2 separate regions of the Triticum aestivum genome follow, and region 1 is linked to region 2. Evidence: chromatin contacts called from public Hi-C data. All regions are on one chromosome and are shown on one strand. Each heading gives the region's core, a stretch centred on a gene start, on an enhancer-like site or on the middle of the called end of the contact. The rest is flanking DNA. Distances are from core to core; before and after follow the strand shown. Region 1 holds the start of LOC123136726 (3-oxoacyl-[acyl-carrier-protein] synthase, mitochondrial). Region 2 holds the start of LOC123136723 (MLO-like protein 1).

The links. A called contact is a pair of places that touch in the nucleus more often than the background predicts.
Region 1: a Hi-C map of leaf shows a contact between it and region 2, with 5 times the contacts expected there. The contact joins the promoter of LOC123136726 here to the promoter of LOC123136723 in region 2. A contact is called at or near these places in 2 of 5 Hi-C or Micro-C datasets (both in leaf) and 1 of 1 datasets of contacts at active chromatin or transcription factors (leaf).

Annotation. Positions count from the first base shown.
Region 1 is chr6B:232,465,206-232,470,966 of IWGSC CS RefSeq v2.1, reverse strand. It overlaps LOC123136726 (3-oxoacyl-[acyl-carrier-protein] synthase, mitochondrial), which reads right to left and starts at 2,497. Exons shown (of 13, transcript XM_044556205.1): 1 at 2,120-2,497; 2 at 1,453-1,514; 3 at 1,299-1,370; 4 at 295-381; 5 at 44-195. The coding sequence starts at 2,492. LOC123136724 (protein WVD2-like 7) reads right to left here. Exons shown (of 11, transcript XR_006467247.1): 6 at 5,697-5,761; 7 at 5,531-5,609; 8 at 5,331-5,432; 9 at 5,100-5,155; 10 at 4,552-4,675; 11 at 4,425-4,464.
Region 2 is chr6B:232,293,827-232,299,571 of IWGSC CS RefSeq v2.1, reverse strand. It overlaps LOC123136723 (MLO-like protein 1), which reads left to right and starts at 3,183. Exons shown (of 13, transcript XM_044556198.1): 1 at 3,183-3,594; 2 at 3,758-3,815; 3 at 4,140-4,294; 4 at 4,540-4,656; 5 at 4,755-4,856; 6 at 5,525-5,599; 7 at 5,702-5,745. The coding sequence starts at 3,472.

The DNA.
Region 1 (5,761 bases), core at 1,248-3,747, 170 kb before region 2:
ATTAAGCAAATCAAAACAATTGTGAAGATGCGAACATACTTGCCTAGAAAATCCAGCTATAGATAAAGCATCAATACTAGACTCTGTTCCTCCAGCCACCATCACATCTGCATCTCCAAATTGAATCATCCGTGTAGCATCACCAATAGAGTGAGCGCCTGTGGCACAAGCTGTCACGGCAGCATGGTTTGGACCCTAGGTTTGAATAATTAAATATCAATGTGATTCATGCAATAATTATACAAAATGGAAACAAAAGCCTGAACTATGGCATATGACAATAACAATGTACACCTGGAAACCATATTTCATGCTGACATGACCTGATGCCATGTTGATCAAAATCTTGGGGATGAAGAATGGGCTGAGACGGCGTAGACGCTGCATTCAGAAGAAAATAAATTGCACACGTCAGTGCTGGAAGTGACCAGAAGATAATGAGTTACTCCCTCCGTCCCAAAATAAAACCTAGTATAAAGTTAAGACACTTATTTTGGGACGGAGGGAATATATTGCAAGCCATGTATTGTGCAGGCCAAAGATTTGGAAAAGACGTAAAAATAGATTGATTCTCATGTAAACGAAGAATTAAAAAAAATCAGATATGATAAAGTGCTGGTCTTGGCCAGTAGCATCCACCAATAAGTAGTTTTGTAATGGCTAGTTTCAACTATCAAGTGTAAACTAAAAATTCAATGTATCCCGTTCCTGGCCGCTGGAAATAGCCTCTTGCAGAAATGCAGAGAAGGCTGCGTACAAAAGACCCAAAGTGGTCAGACCATTCGCCGGACCCTGCGCAAGCGGGAGCTACGTGCACCGGGCTGCCCTTTTATCCTATTCCTGGCCGGTTAGCGCTCAGTTTTCCTGTTCATTGATTAAATAACATATCTTCTCACAATTTTCTTCAAACTTACTCCCTTCGTTCACAAATATAAGATGTTTTTGCTATTTCAGTATGGACTACATACGGACTGAAATGAATGAACAGACACACTAAAACGTGTCTCTATACATCTGATTCAGAAAAAGTTTAGAACATCTTATATTTGTGAACAGAGGGAGTACTTGAGTAGCTAACATCAGATGAATTTTCTTATCTTAACGCTACTGGCGCCCACCAGTAATGCCAGTGGCCAGCCGATAGCCGCCATTATTTTGCTTGTATCTAACACTGTATTTCTCACTCGGCACATAGCAATATAATATAAAAGGGAGAATCACTATAGCTGCACAATGACTAACAATACAGAAGGAAAAGAGTGAGAATAAAGCAAATTGCAGTGACTGTTGGTACGAACATTTTCAGCAATCAGCTGTGATGCATCTAAAATGTCTGAGATGCTTCCGATTCCCCCACCAATTGAAACACCCTGATAAAGGTTCTAATTAGATCCAGCAACTCGGCAAAAACACAAAAAAAGGAAAAGAGCTTCCACCAAAAGCAATTGGTACCGTTCTTTCCTTCTTCTCATTTTCTGAAGGCAACCAATTTGCATCTCTCAAAGCCTCATCAGCTGCACATAGAGCATATGCTATAAATCCCGATATAGATCTACTGTCCTGGAAACAAAAATGTTAAATCAACAGTTCGAAATATGAAACAAAGTTTAACTGTGAGACAGATAACATCACCAGTTGCATATTATAGTCACACGATAGCATCTTATCAGAACACAACAGATTTCCAGTTGTAGAAGAGGGAGAAAGAGAGACAATCTATCTACTTAAATCATACAGATATCTGACAGAAACGACACGAAAAACAGGTTCAGCAAAGTGCCGTGGCATTGAAGACTGTGTTACTCCTAATGGCACTGAAGATAAGGGTCTTTATATCAGTACCAGTTATGACATGACTGTATTGCAGCATTGTCTACAGGAAAGCTTGTATAGTTTGCTGAAAGTAACAGCTTCATTTAAATTTCTGTTGAGCAGCTTATACATGAAATCCATTCTCGAATCAATTATATCAAGCATGTAAACTAGCAATTCATATATGATAAATCGCACGTGAAACAATCATGTGCAGAAAAAAGAGCACCAATCCAATCTCACGGCAACAGTGGGAAAACCAATGTATACTGGATGATTAGGGGCTACTGAAGTGTCAGTCATAAACCTTGGTCCACGCCTCCTCGTCGAACTCGGCCTCGCCCTTCCCGCGCGGCACGGCGGCGGCGACCCTGGATGGGAGCTGCTCCAACGTCCTCCCCGCGGCATCCCCGGTGAGGCGTAGGTCCTCCGCGGCGAGCGCGCGCACCGCGCAGTCTCCGGCCACGAGGCGGTCCCAGGTGGACCCGACGCCGCGGCCGAGTGGCGTGACGGCCCCCAGCCCCGTCACGACCACGCGGCGGCTGGCAGATGGGCGCGGCGGAGGCAGGTCCGCACCCGAGGAGAAGCCTCGGCGGAGGCGGTGGCCGAGCAGGAGAGCGCGGCGGAGCATGCTCATCAGGCGCTGCAGCGAAGCTGACTATCCTGGGGGCCCAGGGCATCGGCTGTTCTAAGCTCGCACGCAGACCTGGCCATCTGGGCCGTGCTACGCGGGCCGGGCCAAAATCATGCGTACCTGGCACGTCGTGTGTACCCGGCCCAGCATGAGGCAAGGCCCGTGTGCTGGCACAGCCCGTTTATATTTGAACTTTTTTTTATTTTTGAACAACCTAAAATGCCAAAAATAGGCACAAAACAGCCCAAAAGCTGAATAGCACGCGGGCCAACCGACACACGTGTTGTGTCGGGCCGGCCCATTTAGCAAGTATGTCATGCGTGGACCTGAAAGTGCGGCACGTGTGCCGGCACGGCACGACCCGTTTATAAACGTGTTGCCGCTGACCATTGTTTCCTGTCGTGTCGGCCCGTTTAGCAGTTGTGTCATACCTAGGCCTGAAAGTGCGGCACAGGTGTCGGCAATGGGATGACCCGTTTATAAACATGCCGCCGTGAACCATTTTTCATGTCGTGCCACACACGTTTAAGGGTGGGCCAAGTCATGCTCTGCTCACATAGAGAGGGGCAGGTGGAAGCCTGGATTTAGGGTAACTCCAATGCTCCAACAGTGACTAGGTTCCCTTCAAGGAAGTGAATATTGGGATATATCCTCGTCTCTAGAGTTTCAGTTAATTATCACTAACCCTGGCTTCTTACTTGTGATTTATTTGTCTCCTTGTCTTTACTTGTTATATTGTAATTGGCTGTTGTTGATTATATTGCTACTGGTAGCATTAGAAACACCTTTGCAAATTGTTACGCTCACTTTCATATTCCGCATATGGACTAAATTGCTAACTAATACTCCCTCCGTAAAGAAACATATACCGTCGATCTTATATTTCTTTACAAAGGGAGTAAATATTAAATTTTGTAAGTGTACCTACTCACCATCCTCCCCTCTAGGTCCATCTCGATCCTTTCAGTCGAGTTTCAGTGCAACGGTCGACGGTATTGGCTCGGCAGCTTTGAGACGGTGGAGAACGCAAGCAAAGATCGAGACGCGGGAGGATGCGGGGTTCATCGGGCCGCTAGTGACCATTGTGTCCTGCCCCGCGAGAGATGGAGACCTGATGTGTCCTCGAGGAGCGGGATACCTGGGAGAGTGAGTAGGCGGCCATTGTGAGGCTCAGAGCAGAAAATCCGCACCTCGTGCAGTACAAGGCAGAGTGGTTCTAGAAGAGGGACCATGAGCGCGACCGGAAAAGGAAACCTAATACCCAGCCCCCTGGCTATCTCATCTGTTGTTCCTCGACTCCCTAGAAGGTAAGATTGTATGCTTGTTTCCTGTAATCTGTGCTCGATTTCATATTTCTGCATCCTTGGATTCCCGGGATAGATCTGATCTCCTCAAACAACGAGCGAAGTCGAGATGTTGATGAGAAAGGGGCTTTTCTCAAGGCTAAATAGTGCTATGGTAAGGAGGACCAGCTAAGGCCTTCATAGATGATTAAGGTGGAGTCCAACGACGAGGGTTCTGACATTGACTAGGATAGCCTTGCGCGTGAGAGTGATGAGGAGTCTACTATGTTTAAATTCAAATGTTTGCATGTTTAGATCATTGCATGTTTAAAACTATTTGGAGATTTGTAAGTTTGAATGTTTAGATATTTGAACAATTGAAAGTTTGCATGTGTGCAATGTGATCAAGTAGTTCGGATGTTTTAGTATATCTGAGTGCCCTAAAATAGGACAATTGCTGGAGAAGAACAATTTTTAGTGTCCTAAAAGTCACTTTTTTGTGCCCTAAAATTTACCCCAACGGCTAGTTGTTGGAGAAGCTCTCACAAACAGAAGGAAAACCTACAATCAGCAGACACGTGGAGACAAATCGTAGCGTTATGGCCGCAATTCCAGTAGCTCCGAGCACAAGTTAATCGCTAGTATTCCCACGTCTCGCTTTCACTCACCAACCAGACAACAACAGGCAAACAATCTGTGGCGAAACAGCGCTGCCTTCCCTGCTCTTTCCTTGCTCTGAACTTGACACAAGAATCATATATCACGCCTCATGGTAGAATAGAGGTCACAAGCAGCAGCAAAACATCATGCCTAACATACAACCTTAATACTATACCGAGGTTGAGAGAAGGCCCTTGAACAACCATACAACCAAGTAACCGTGCCAACTCGCGCATCTCAAACTGCTCCTCAAGTGGCGCGTCATCGCCATCGCGGCCTCTCCTGTCTGCACAGTTAACAAAGAAACAGAACTGTTCCATTAACAAAGAAACAGAATTGTTTCATGAACAATCAAGTGGCAGATTTTCAGCAATTCACATAAATTCTACTCCCTCCGTTCCTAAATATTTGTCTTTCTAGATATTTCAACAAATGACTACATACGGAGCTATGAACAATCAAGTGGCAGATTTTCAGCAATTCACATAAATTCTACTCCCTCCGTTCCTAAATATTTGTCTTTCTAGATATTTCAACAAATGACTACATACGGAGCAAAATGAGTGAATCTACACTCTAAAATATGTCTACATACATCCGTATGTGGTAGTCCATTTGAAATGTCTAGAAAGACAAATATTTAGGAACGGAGGGAGTATCTGTGTAGTGATCAGTCAGTCAGTCATAATAATACGCACAAATGGCAATACCTTGGCTTGCTCTTGCACGCCAGGTTGCTCCTCTTGCCATCACGCGACGAGATTACCTACACAAGATGTGTGCACGAACCAACCTTTAGTTTTTTTTATAGTCACCGATGATTTTTTTTTTTTGCGGGGACCTATGAATTTGTATATAGACATATGGATTTATACGACTTCTACAGATCCCTGGCTAGTGGTTACTGGTTACCCCATGCATGCAAAAAGAAAAGAACAGACCTTTCTGTTTTGTTCGTTGCCGTTTACAGTAACTTTTGACAAAGCATTCCTTCCTCCAACAGAATGGGTTTCATATGTTGTGGACTTCTGCAGCATTTCAGTCTACAACAGAACCACATTAGCAAGTGCTGTGATTTGGAAGCGATTTCAGTCTATAACAATAATCCTACGAATCATCCCAGGGCACTGTTTGCTCTTACCTTAACCGCTGCGTTCCTCCCGTTGGAAATCCGGAGTGCCTTTGCAGCTTTGTAAGGTCGGATGCCGCTGCTGCTACTTCTGCACAAAGAACGGAGCAATTTACATAAAAAAGAAACAGATATTTCACACCAAATTTATAAATCATTCCACACTCTAGGAACAAACCTTGCACTTGTGGGTGCAGATATGTGCATAGATCCTCTAGTACAGGAATTTCCAACCGATGCCGC
Region 2 (5,745 bases), core at 1,934-4,433:
CCATTTTTAACAGTGAACTTGGCTCCTAAAGTGAAGGCAGGCTTAACAGCCTGGATTCCATTCCAGAAAGGCGATCCCTTCGCCTTTGAGGTAAGGAAATTTCCATCTGGAAAATATTTGGCACGAAGGATATCAGCCCAAAGCCCTTGCTCGTTCTGGGAGAGTTTCCAGATCCACTTGACGAGAAGCGCCACATTCATGAGTTTGGAGTTGAGGATTCCGAGACCACCGAATTTCTTGGGGCGGCAAAGCGCCGCCCACTTGATAAGGTGGTACTTCTTCTTGTTCCCAGTTCCTTCCCAAAAGAACTTAGACCTGGGTGTGTCGAATTTTGCATGGACACCGTCGGCCAGCAGGAACATGCCCATAGTAAACAGGGGCAGGGAGGACAAACTGGAATTAGTCAGAATCAGCCTGGCCGCAGAGGACAAGAACCTGCCATGCCAGGGGCTGACCCGATTCGCCACCTTGCCGTATAAGGGTTCCCATTCGAGGATCGAGATGTGTTTGTCTGAAATGGGAAGGCCTAGGTACTTAAATGGGAAATTCCCTAGTTTGCAGTTAAGTAAGTTGGCAATGCGGGTGGCCTGGTGATCGTCCATCCCTATGGCAATCACCTCACTCTTAGCAAAGTTAATCTTCAGGCCAGAAATGATCTCGAAAGCGAGAAGGATGAGCTTGATCGAGGCTATACTATTATCGTCAGGCTCGAAGAGAAGCAAGGTGTCGTCCGCGTATTGAAGGTGGGTGATCCCTCCGGGGCACAGATGAGGAACAACACCTCGGACGTGGCCAGCGGCCTTGGCCTTGTTCACCATGGCCGAGAGGGCATCGGCAACAAAATTGAAGATCAAAGGCGAGGAGGGATCTCCTTGGTCTTTAGAGTGTTACCTGCTGATTCAGGTAGACCAATCTTGTGTACTACCAAATTTCTCACCTTGGGCATTCCATTGAACAGGAATGATGCAACGTACTGACTGATTCAAGGAAACATTAATTCAGAGGCAAGATTATACAATTGTAGAAATGCAGTGATAATCAAAACCGAGGTAAATTGAATGATTAATTTAAAGGAGAGCCAACTACGTGAAAGGGAGGCAAACTAAGCTCATATTTTGCGTGCCTTGACTATCCGAATGGAGAAAAAACAAACAATCAGAGACCTAGAAGATAATGAGGGAGACCACGTACAGGCAACATGTATGGAGGTCATCGGTGAAAGGCTGACGCGATCTTCCATGGTCCATGATTGGGGGTGTGTATGTTGTTTGCATGGGAAGGTTCAGGCTGAGCCAAATGAGAAGCTGGAGTGGAAGTTGATGCATCATATGGGAAGTACACTGGAGTCTGGAGGTAGAGCCAAGGAGTTTGGGAGCAGAGATTGAGAGCCTCCTCAGCTTGCGCACATCGGTTTGTTTTCGATTAGTGGGACAATGAAACGGCAGGTTAATTGAAGGAACCGATGTGATCACATATCAAATGTAGCGCATGGACAAAATAAATGGGGATCGCATGCATGTTTAGGCATCAGTTACCAGAGGCATTGCATGCATGCGTGCATGAGCTTGGAGCAACATCTCCCAAGTGTAGATCTCATGGCTGTGGTAGACTAATGTAGTATATCCAACGGCTAAAATAATTTGGGTGATGTGGCTCAAGGAGAAGCTAGAGAATTTCTAGTAGTGGGGACTAGCTATTTAGATATAGTAGATTTGAACTAATTCAACAGTTGCGCTATTGCAACCAATGCTAGCTTGGATGTGAGCAGACGGAAAAAAATTATATGAGACCAGGTCTCATATAAAGCATGTGAGACCCGTCCTGATGGATGACACGTGGCATTCACAAATCACAAATCATCTAATCTCTCCCCCTGATTTCAGATGGGGGTGGGGTAGATGCTTTATGATTTGTGAATGCCACGGGTCATCCATCAGGATGAGTCTCACTTGCTAACCCGTGAGACCTGGTCTTATAGAATTCTTTTCCGTGAGCAGACTACAAGGATTTTGAATCTTTGCTTTCATAACTTGGTGTTTCCTTCAATTTTGTTTCATACTTGCTTTTGAAATTTGATTTTTTATGAAAAATAAATTCAAACTCATCTTTTATAAGAGAAATTATCTTAAAACACATATTAAGAATTGCACTCTTGTTGTTAAGTACGCATGAATATGTCTCTATGTGCAACTGTGACGTTTAAAGATCTATAGGAGGGACCAGGGAACCATGTAGAGTGAAGGGATGAGCAGTCGATTTGCATATACCGACATGACAATCACATATGTGGAGCAAAGAGGATAGAATTCTTGACCCGTCACTCAAGATTTGCTGGTTATGGATATGCTCTAGAAAAATTGTTCACACGGGTTGTGTCCTAGAAAATCTGCTCTAGGCAGGGGTGTGTCATTTTCACTAGTTGAACATCAAAATCTTAGCTGAAAAGAACCTTTTGCATTTAGCTTCTCATTTTCTTTGTATATCGGCAACATTCACCTTACTCTTGTGAGCTCTTTCGAACCGATAAATCTTAAAATTAACGAAGTCTCCACACGCATCTCGTAATCAACGAGAGCTTCGTCTCCCACTAAAGAAACATTGTCGAAAAGTCTGAAATGAATTCAAAATATATGATTTCGTATTAAATATAATAAACATAGATGAGTAACCATTTAAGCTATGCTCACTTCGCTATATCAGCAACATTTTGGAAAGCTCAACAAATAAAACCAGTTCAACTCTGTAATCTTAAAAACCAACCAGATCCAAACTATAGGCAACTAATCCAATCGAAACATATAATAATGCAAGAATTATCACAAATCCACGCTTCCTGCCTCATAATATAAGAGCGTTAACGCTATATTTTGGGATGGTTTTGATGATCTGACGTACCCAAACACAACGTCAGAGGAGCCACAAAAATCGTGGACGGGTCATCTATCACCACCAAGGCGATTCCCGTCCAAACATTTTGATACCTGACGGGACACGTGCGCGCATCGTTTCATTCTTGCGTTCCCGATAGGTCCACCGTCCACGTCGGTACAGCCCACTGGGCCCCCAAACAGAGTCCATTGCACGCCAACAAATTTTTTTCCTTGGCATCTTCTTCCTGCTGTCGCCGTCGAAGCGCCCGAAAGGGACCGGCCGCTCACGAGTTCCACAGGCGGGAACAAAACTCGAAAGGGAAGCGGGGCCTGGCTCCTCGCGGGGGACGACAGCGACGGGAGTCGAGAGGCCGTGGCCACGGTCACGTGCGGCGTCCAGCCCGCGCCGCGCCGGGACAAAGGGCGCTCGCGGGACCCCCGGGGGCGCTGTCCCCGCCGCAGGACCGGCCCGTGGCGCAGGTCGCTTCTGCAGTGCCGTGATGCCCCACCACCGGCGTGCCTGCCTCCTCCTATATCAGCCACATGGTGCGGGTAGCGGCTTCGGCTCGGCAAGGCGGGAGAGGAGGAGGAGGAGGAGGAGATGGGGCAGGAGGAGGAGGCGCAGTCGCTGGCGCTCACGCCGACGTGGGTGGTCGCCTCCGTCTGCCTCGTCATCGTCGCCATCTCCCTCGCCGCCGAGCGCCTGCTCCACCGCCTCGGCAAGGCACAGCGCCCCCCTACCTACCCATCTGCTTCGCATTCCTGTTATAGTCTCTGTTACGTTTGTAAAGCATATTTAGTCTGCTTCCTGTTCCGCGTATGCGCAAATTTTGTATTTTGATTGAAGTTTTCGATGATATGCTAATAAGAAACGTTTCTTTCTGCAGGTGCTCAAATTCAATGGACAAGAAGCACTATTCTCAGCCCTGCAGAGAGTCAAAGAAGGTAGCATTATCCTCGGATTTAGTTAGATTGCTGCATAACTTCTTTTTTATCTGTTCGATATCACGGCAAATGTTTACCTCAATTATCTCAAGCACCGTGGCTAATAGAACCTGAAGGTACAGTTCTTCTGATGATCTGTATATGTGCTAGTCGTTTCCTGTTTAAAATTGCGCTGAACTGATTGTAATCAATATGGAGAGTAACATCAGATACCAACCAACAAAAGTTTCCACGCACAAATCAGAATGTCTCGTACCAGTTCATTCTTGCCGTATAAAACTGTTTGTTCGTCTTGCCTAATCTATTTGCTGGTTACTTGTGCAGAGTTGATGATTCTGGGTTTCATTTCCTTCCTACTAAGCGTCTGTCAAAATCTCATCAACCGCATTTGCATCCCCGAGAGCGCTGCACGTATCATGCTTCCATGCATTGAAGAGTCCAAAGCCAGAGAAGATGCTGCCACATTCTGCAAGAGAAAGGTAGACCATGAACTGTGAAGATAGTGCTGGCATCAAATTTAGTGCCGTTCATTATTAACTAAATATCTGACTCTAGCTTCAGTGTCTTCTGTTTTCCTTTGATAGCAGCGTTGATGTAGTATTCTTAGTAGCAAAACATAATTACTTCTGTTTAATGCTAATTGCTAGACATTGCCAGTCCCAAGAATCGCAAAGGATATTTACCAGACTGGTCATTCTGAAACATTATTCCTGCCCTTATGCAGGGTGAAGTTCCCATGCTATCTGAAGAGGCTCTGCATCAGCTGCACATCTTTATCTTTGTACTTGGTGTGGTGCATGTTTTGTTCTGTGTTACAACGCTGTTACTTGGTGGAGCTAAGGTATAACTAATTAACTATTAATTATTATTACTGGGGCTGAATACGTGTTTCATGTGACATGATAGTGAAGGTAACACATTTAGGTTAAGCTCTTGTAGATGAGAACGTGGAATAAATGGGAGAAAGAAATTCAACAAGGAAGAATCAAGGAGCGTGAAAAGACGCCAGGCTGGATGAAACCATCTGCTGTAAGATGGATTGTAAGTAATATAACCCTCTTATTATGCATTTATGCTTCTCTTTTGTTATAAAGTCAATTTTAAATCCTTAATTCGTAATACGAATGACAATGGCATGAGAATTATTTGAGTTTACCCAAGTAAAATGAAGCTGCTTTTTTGAGTGGTTATCAATTTATTTTCGCAAGAGAGAAAGTGCTATCAAATCATATTTTTACATCTTAAACACCATGGCTGCATATATGAAATTAAACAGGGGAAGGCATCAGTAAATTACTGAATATTCAGTTTGTGGTCAAATTGTTATTTCAAAAAGTGAGTAGAACACTTGAAGATGGTTCATTGTCAGCTAAGGATAACAATGATAGGGAAAGCTATTATGACATGAAGATACTTTGATGGCATGTGCATGAAGTGCAGTGCAGTGTTCCACTTCTTTTTGTTATTTCAGGCCCCTCTGCAACAAGGCAATATCATGACTAAACCAAACACTAATATAGCCTTAACTACAATGATCTGACCACAGTAAAACATTTGTTATGGCTGAGTATCATAGCTTCTGCATAGTTATTGCAATATTTCTGTGCTATATGAAGCATTCTTTAAGTAAAATTTCCCCGAATTCAAATTGCGAACTCGGTATATTATATGTATGATGATTCCAAAGGTTTATTCACATATGATTTCAGATTGCATTCTTCAAGCAGTTTTATAATTCTGTCGGTAAACCAGATTATCAAGTACTCAGATCAGCTTTTGTTCTGGTAAGATACTAAGATGTACTGTTCAGTGACTTCTGCACAATCATGAGTGTCCTGGTTTTCCTAGTGAACTAACAAGGATACTGGCCATTTCCCCCCTCCCAGCGGCACTACCCAAATTGCCCAGACTTTGATTTCCACAAGTACAT